Linked DNA regions of Monodelphis domestica: region 1 is linked to region 2. The links are chromatin contacts, called in public Hi-C maps. All regions are on one chromosome and are shown on one strand. Each heading gives the region's core, a stretch centred on a gene start, on an enhancer-like site or on the middle of the called end of the contact. The rest is flanking DNA. Distances are from core to core; before and after follow the strand shown.

The links. Hi-C and Micro-C count contacts between places; a contact is called where the count stands out from the background.
Region 1: a Hi-C map of spleen and liver shows a contact between it and region 2, with 9 times the contacts expected there. The contact joins the promoter of SKIC8 here to the promoter of IREB2 in region 2. A contact is called at or near these places in 2 of 2 Hi-C or Micro-C datasets (limb and spleen and liver).

What each region holds. Positions count from the first base shown.
Region 1 is chr1:35,798,329-35,801,028 of mMonDom1.pri, reverse strand. It overlaps SKIC8 (SKI8 subunit of superkiller complex), which reads right to left and starts at 1,333. Exons shown (of 12, transcript XM_007478009.3): 1 at 1,177-1,333; 2 at 690-740. The coding sequence starts at 701.
Region 2 is chr1:35,645,888-35,648,587 of mMonDom1.pri, reverse strand. It overlaps IREB2 (iron responsive element binding protein 2), which reads left to right and starts at 1,441. Exons shown (of 22, transcript XM_007478008.3): 1 at 1,441-1,782. The coding sequence starts at 1,764.

The sequences.
Region 1 (2,700 bases), core at 84-2,583, 150 kb before region 2:
ACAGATTAGGTACAATTTTACCTAGAGCAAAGAAGGTGGTGCCAGAGGAAGAACTCTTCTTTTGGTGTATTTCTATCTTATCTCCTCACTTTAACTGTCTAAAAGTCTATAGCTATACTTTTTTAACCCTTGCTTTCCTTCTCAGAATGGATACTAAGTATTGTCTTACAAAGAATACTAAGTGCCCTCTTAGGATCTATACTAAGTGTAGGTTACAGGGCAGAGGAGCAGTAAAGGCTAGGCAATTGGGGTTAAGTGACATGCCCAGGATCACACAGCAAGGAAGTATCTGGGGCCATATTTGAACCCAAGACTTCTCATCTCCCGACTTGGCTCTCAAAATACCACACCACTGTGATGCCCCCTCTTATATTTTATAAAATTATATTTTTATATCACCTTTATTCGGTCTTTCAAAGAGTAACACTCAGCTGCAAGTACCTGATGGCATTATCTGCATGCTTACTCAAAGCCCACTCCGGATGCCTAAAAAGACACTTCCCAAGCTCTGTCCACGCACCACCTCCAACGTTAAGCTTCTGATTCCCTCCTGCTCCCATTCCCAAAATCACAAATATGATCCCTTCTCAGGTAGAACGCCAGGCTCTCAAAGGCAGAGAATGCTTCGTTTTTATCTGCTGACAGCCTGAACCTCACTCAACTGTGGCCCAATTTCGCCTGTCCCTTACCTGGACGCTCATTTCTTACAGCTGGGATGAATGAACATAGGGCAGATTGTTCTGTGGAAAGAATAAGGTCTTAATCAGGGGCAGCCCTTAGTGGAAGCCTTTTCTCGGAGGCTGGGGATAGGCTGGACGTGGGGTTCGTTTCAGTGATGGCTACACCCGCCCTTTAAAGGGGGGGAAGAAAGGAGGTGGTGGCCGGAGCAACTTGGGGCTGAAAGGATCCTTAGCTGCTCCGAGTCCGAGGATCCCGAGAGGTGGCCCGATACCCCCTAGCTGTCACAAAGTAAGAGGAAGAGGCTCCCCCAGACTAAGGAGTTTGAGGCTGACCCTGTCCCCCACTTTCAGCCGCGCCCCCTATCCCCACCCTTCTCTCCTCCAGACCCCGGCTCCGAGTCTGTCTGGAAGCCTCCAGGGGAGGACGCTGCTCCGGCCCCCACTTCCCCATCTGCCCGCTCTGTCGCACCCCGAGGTCCCCTCGCCCCTGCCTCACCGGCTCCGGGCTCCGTTGCTCGACCAGGGCCTCCCTTGCCGTCGCCCTCCTCTCAACTTCTTCCTTAGCGACAGAGGCGCTGGGTTATGACGCGCGAGCTGAGGGCGGCGGGCTGGGATGACGTCACGACGCCGCGTGCGCTCCACGCGTCTCTGAGGAGTCCGGGCGCCCCCTGCTGTACTCAGGAAGAAAGAATGAGGCAGTCGCTAGGCCACGCCCTCCTACGCCATGGCCACGCCTCTTAGATAGCGAGGAGCTGGAGTGCCCCTCCCCTAAAGGGGCTCTGCACAGAGAAGTCAAAGAAAGGAGGGAGCGGTCTTCAGGCCACGACCCTGTAGCAAGATCCCGTCCCAGGCCACACCTACTGCTAGATGACCCCGTCCCTTTTGGTAGACTCGGAGAGGCGAAAACTAAAGGGGAGGGAAGATTGGAGAGGCGCTCAGACCACGCCCCTTAACGTTGGTCACGCCCATTGGTCCCTGACTACTCAAATCCTTAGGGCCCTTTCCCTCCCAGACATCGGATTCTTTTCTTCAACCTTTGAGGGGGAGGGAAGAAAGGGGCGGGGGGCGGGTCTAGACCTTCCCCCTCTCCTGCCCCTACCCCCCCCAAAAAAAGAAAGAAAAGGAAAAAGGTCAGAATCTTAAGTAGAGCCAAGCAAATCAAACTCTCCAGCAGCCTCCTGGGCAGATACAGATGGCATCCATGTCTCCCTGAACTTCTGCCTTTTGGCTCTGATTACAGTGTCTCCTGTCGATTTCACCTCGGAGATATGTTTCACCCTCGCAACATCCCTGGTATCTGCCCCGTCTCTCCTCTAACAACGTCTTCATAAGTTGCTACAGTTGTCCAGCCTCTTCTGGACTGTAGCAATTGTTGTTCAGTACTTTGCCTGCCTCCGGTCTCCCCCAACTTGGTCTGTGCTCCTCTCAGCCACCAAAGAGACTCTCCCAAAGCACAGATCTGAGCAGGTAGCTCTTCTACTCAGCAAACACTAGGGGCTCCCTATTTTGCCTCCGGGAGCAAACGCAAAATGCTCTTTTACATTCAAAGCCCTTCATCACCTACCACTGCTTCCCCCTATCCAATCTTCTTACACCTGTTTATACTCCAGATACTCAGTCATCCTATGGCATGGGCTTCTTGGCCGTTCCTCCGACCAGACGCTTATCTCCCGACGCTAGGCTTTTGCCCTAGTTGTCTCCCACACCCGGAATGCTCTCCCCTTTCCTCTCTGCCTCCTGGTTTCCTTCAAGTCCCAACTAAAAACCCACTTTCTACAGCAAGCCTTTCTCATGGGCAGAGACGGAGAGTTTTTGTGGCCTCATTTTTTTCGTTTTTATTGTTGTATTCGCGGAAAGGGAATTCCACACACCCTCGCCTCTACGAACACATACTCCACCCCCCCCCCATCACCAGGTGGTTTTCTTATTTCCACGGGAAAAAGTAATTCAAGATCTGGAGTGAGGGGGGAGATCCGAAGGATAGGGGTGGAGTCAGAGCCTAAGGGGCGGGAGTAATAAA
Region 2 (2,700 bases), core at 192-2,691:
TCATCTTCATTTTGTCTTTGGATCCCCACAAATAACAGGATTCCTTGCACACAGCAGGCATTTGATACATGTTTAAGATTTAGGGAAAAGTGATTCAGGAAAGCTCTCTTCAAATATTTTCCCATTGTGCTGACTATTAAATACAGAAGGGACTTTGGAGCTCATCTAACATGGAGCAGGTACCCAAATCCCCTAGCTGGTGTTGTCAGGTTCCTGGTCTCTTCTCCAATCCAGCCCCCACTCAGCTATCCCAGAATATCCCTAAAACACAGCCTGACTTGGCTAAGGTAACTGCCACCTCTTCTAGCCTGTATCTGTTAAATTCCTCAAACTCTTTAAGTCTCCTGTTGCTCTCTCTCATTGCCCGTGCCCAACACACTAAGAAGTCTGTTATTTTGTCTCAGCTGTGAACCTTTGAAAAGAGGTAGGACACTGTTTCAAGAAACTAAATCTTGTTGATAACTTAGATGCTAACTTCAGACTGTTACAGTGTTTATCTGACAAGTACCATGGTTTGTTTGTTTTTTTAAAACAAATCTTCATCTTCTGTTTTAGAATCAATACTGTGGATTGGTTCCAAGGCAGAGTAGCAAAGGCTAGGCAATGGGGATTAAGTGACTTACCCATGGTCACACTGCTAGAAAGTTTCTGAAGTCACATTTGATCCCAGAACCTCCTGTCTCTAGGCCAGTCTTTCAATCCATGAAGCCACCTAGCTGCCCCCAACATCTTCACTTTTAATAAGAGTATATTTAAGTTTTTACATCCCCCCCCCCACACACACACACACCTTGTCATGTTCTCACTCGAAAAACTGCCTTGGGTCCCTATTGCCTCCGGGGTGGAAAAGAATATCCCCTGGATTTGAAAGACCTTGGGAACCAGGCTTCTTACACCTTACTGCCTTATTCTCAATGGGGACATCTTAGATCCTCGAAAAACTCCTCCAACTCCCGCCTGGGAGCCTTTTTCCTAGGTGACCATGCCTAGTATGCCCTCCGTTTCCTTCGGAAAGAAATTCCGATGCCCTCCCATACCCCAGTCTGTTTGTGTGTCTTCCCCGCCCCCATCAGACCTGCGTCTCAGGTTTGGGCCTTCACTAGTATCCCCAACGCTCACGCTCACTCCCACTCCCACCCCCAACTCCCACCCCGCCTCGCACACAGTAAGTACTTAAAGGATGCGGACTCCAGCCTGCAGGCACACAGTAGGCGCCTACTGAGTGGGGGCTAACGACGCCCCAATTCCCAGACCTTACGGGCCTCTATTTCCCTATCTGTAAAAAGACGCGGAACAGTGCAGAACGCCCACGGCTTTTCCGCGGAGAGGTGGTGGCAACGCCTCCCAGTGGCCACCGCAAGTCTGGCATCTCGCCCGCCCTTCCGGGACACCGCCTCGGCGCGACGGGGGCGGGGCTCCGCTACGGGTCGCTCCTGGAGTCACGCTTCCTCACAAGAACGCATGCGTGCTTAGTCCCGGTGGCGCCCAAAGCTCGCGAGATTTTAGCCTTGGGCCCCTCTCGCGAGCTTTCCCTTCCTCTTCTGCTCACCCTTCTGCTTCTTTTTCTTTGTTCCCACGTCCGGAGGGTCTCGCGGGAGCCGGGTGCGGGGGGGAGCGCGAGGGGGCTGTGGCCGTGGCTGTGGCCGTGGCGGCAGCTCTCGCGGTGTTTGCGCGGCCCTCCCCCCTGCTCTCCGGGATCCCCCCTCCCCCCAGCGCCGCTCTGCTTCCCTCCCCTCCCCTCAGGGAGAATATGGTCGCCGGCGATGGACGCCCCCAGTGCAGGTCAGTCTGCGCCGTGCCCGGCCCCGGCCCCGGCCCCGCGTCCTTCGGCCCAGCCTGTCCCTGCGCGGCACGGGCCCCGCCTCGAGCCGCCCCCGGGCTCGGGCCGCGCTCCCCTCTGCGAGCCGGGCTGGGGCCTCCTCGGAGCCGGGGCCTCGCAGGCCGCATCGGGCCCGTCCCGTCCGGCCCGAGACCCCCTGCGGAGAGCGGGGGAGGGGAAGGGAGGGAGAGAGAGACGGTCTCCTGCCCACCTCCCTCGGATGGCGTATCCGGCCGCAGGCCCGGTCCATTCTTCCTCCGTGCTCCCACCCCTTTCTCAGCCTGCAGTGGAGAGGGGAGCCGGGCCCCAAGCAGTAATGGAACCCTTGGTGGGAGCCCCCGGCGCTGTGGCTCTTTATGTTCAGGCCGGGGGCTCCCAGGACTGAGGCTTAGACCACTCCGATCGCAGCCTCCTTTTTTCTCTTGTCTCCTGCCAAGAGCAAAGGGTGGGGACTTCTGTTAGCCCCGTCTGACAGATGGGGAAACTGAGGCTAGGGCCAGGGCAGAGTAGCGTTCTCAGGGGCACCCACCCAGCTAGAGTCGAGGCAAACCCTTTTATCAGATAAGGCTATTGTGCCAGCAATCATCTCTTGCCATGCCCTGCTGATGATCGTTATCCTCTTCTCCAGAGTTTGCCTGTTGTCTCCCCCAAAGTGGGAACTCACCGAGAACAAAGACCTTTGCCTGTCCGCCCTCCTGACCTCAGCGCTGGCACAGTATTAAATGCAGGTCGAATAGCGACCCTATGGAAGTTATCCATCTCTCTCCTTCCAGTAATCAAAAAGCATTTATAAAATTCAATCAATGTCAATTGATAAATATCGTCTGTGTGCTCTGCCCTGGGCTAAACACTGAGGATACCAAAAAAGAGACAAAATACTG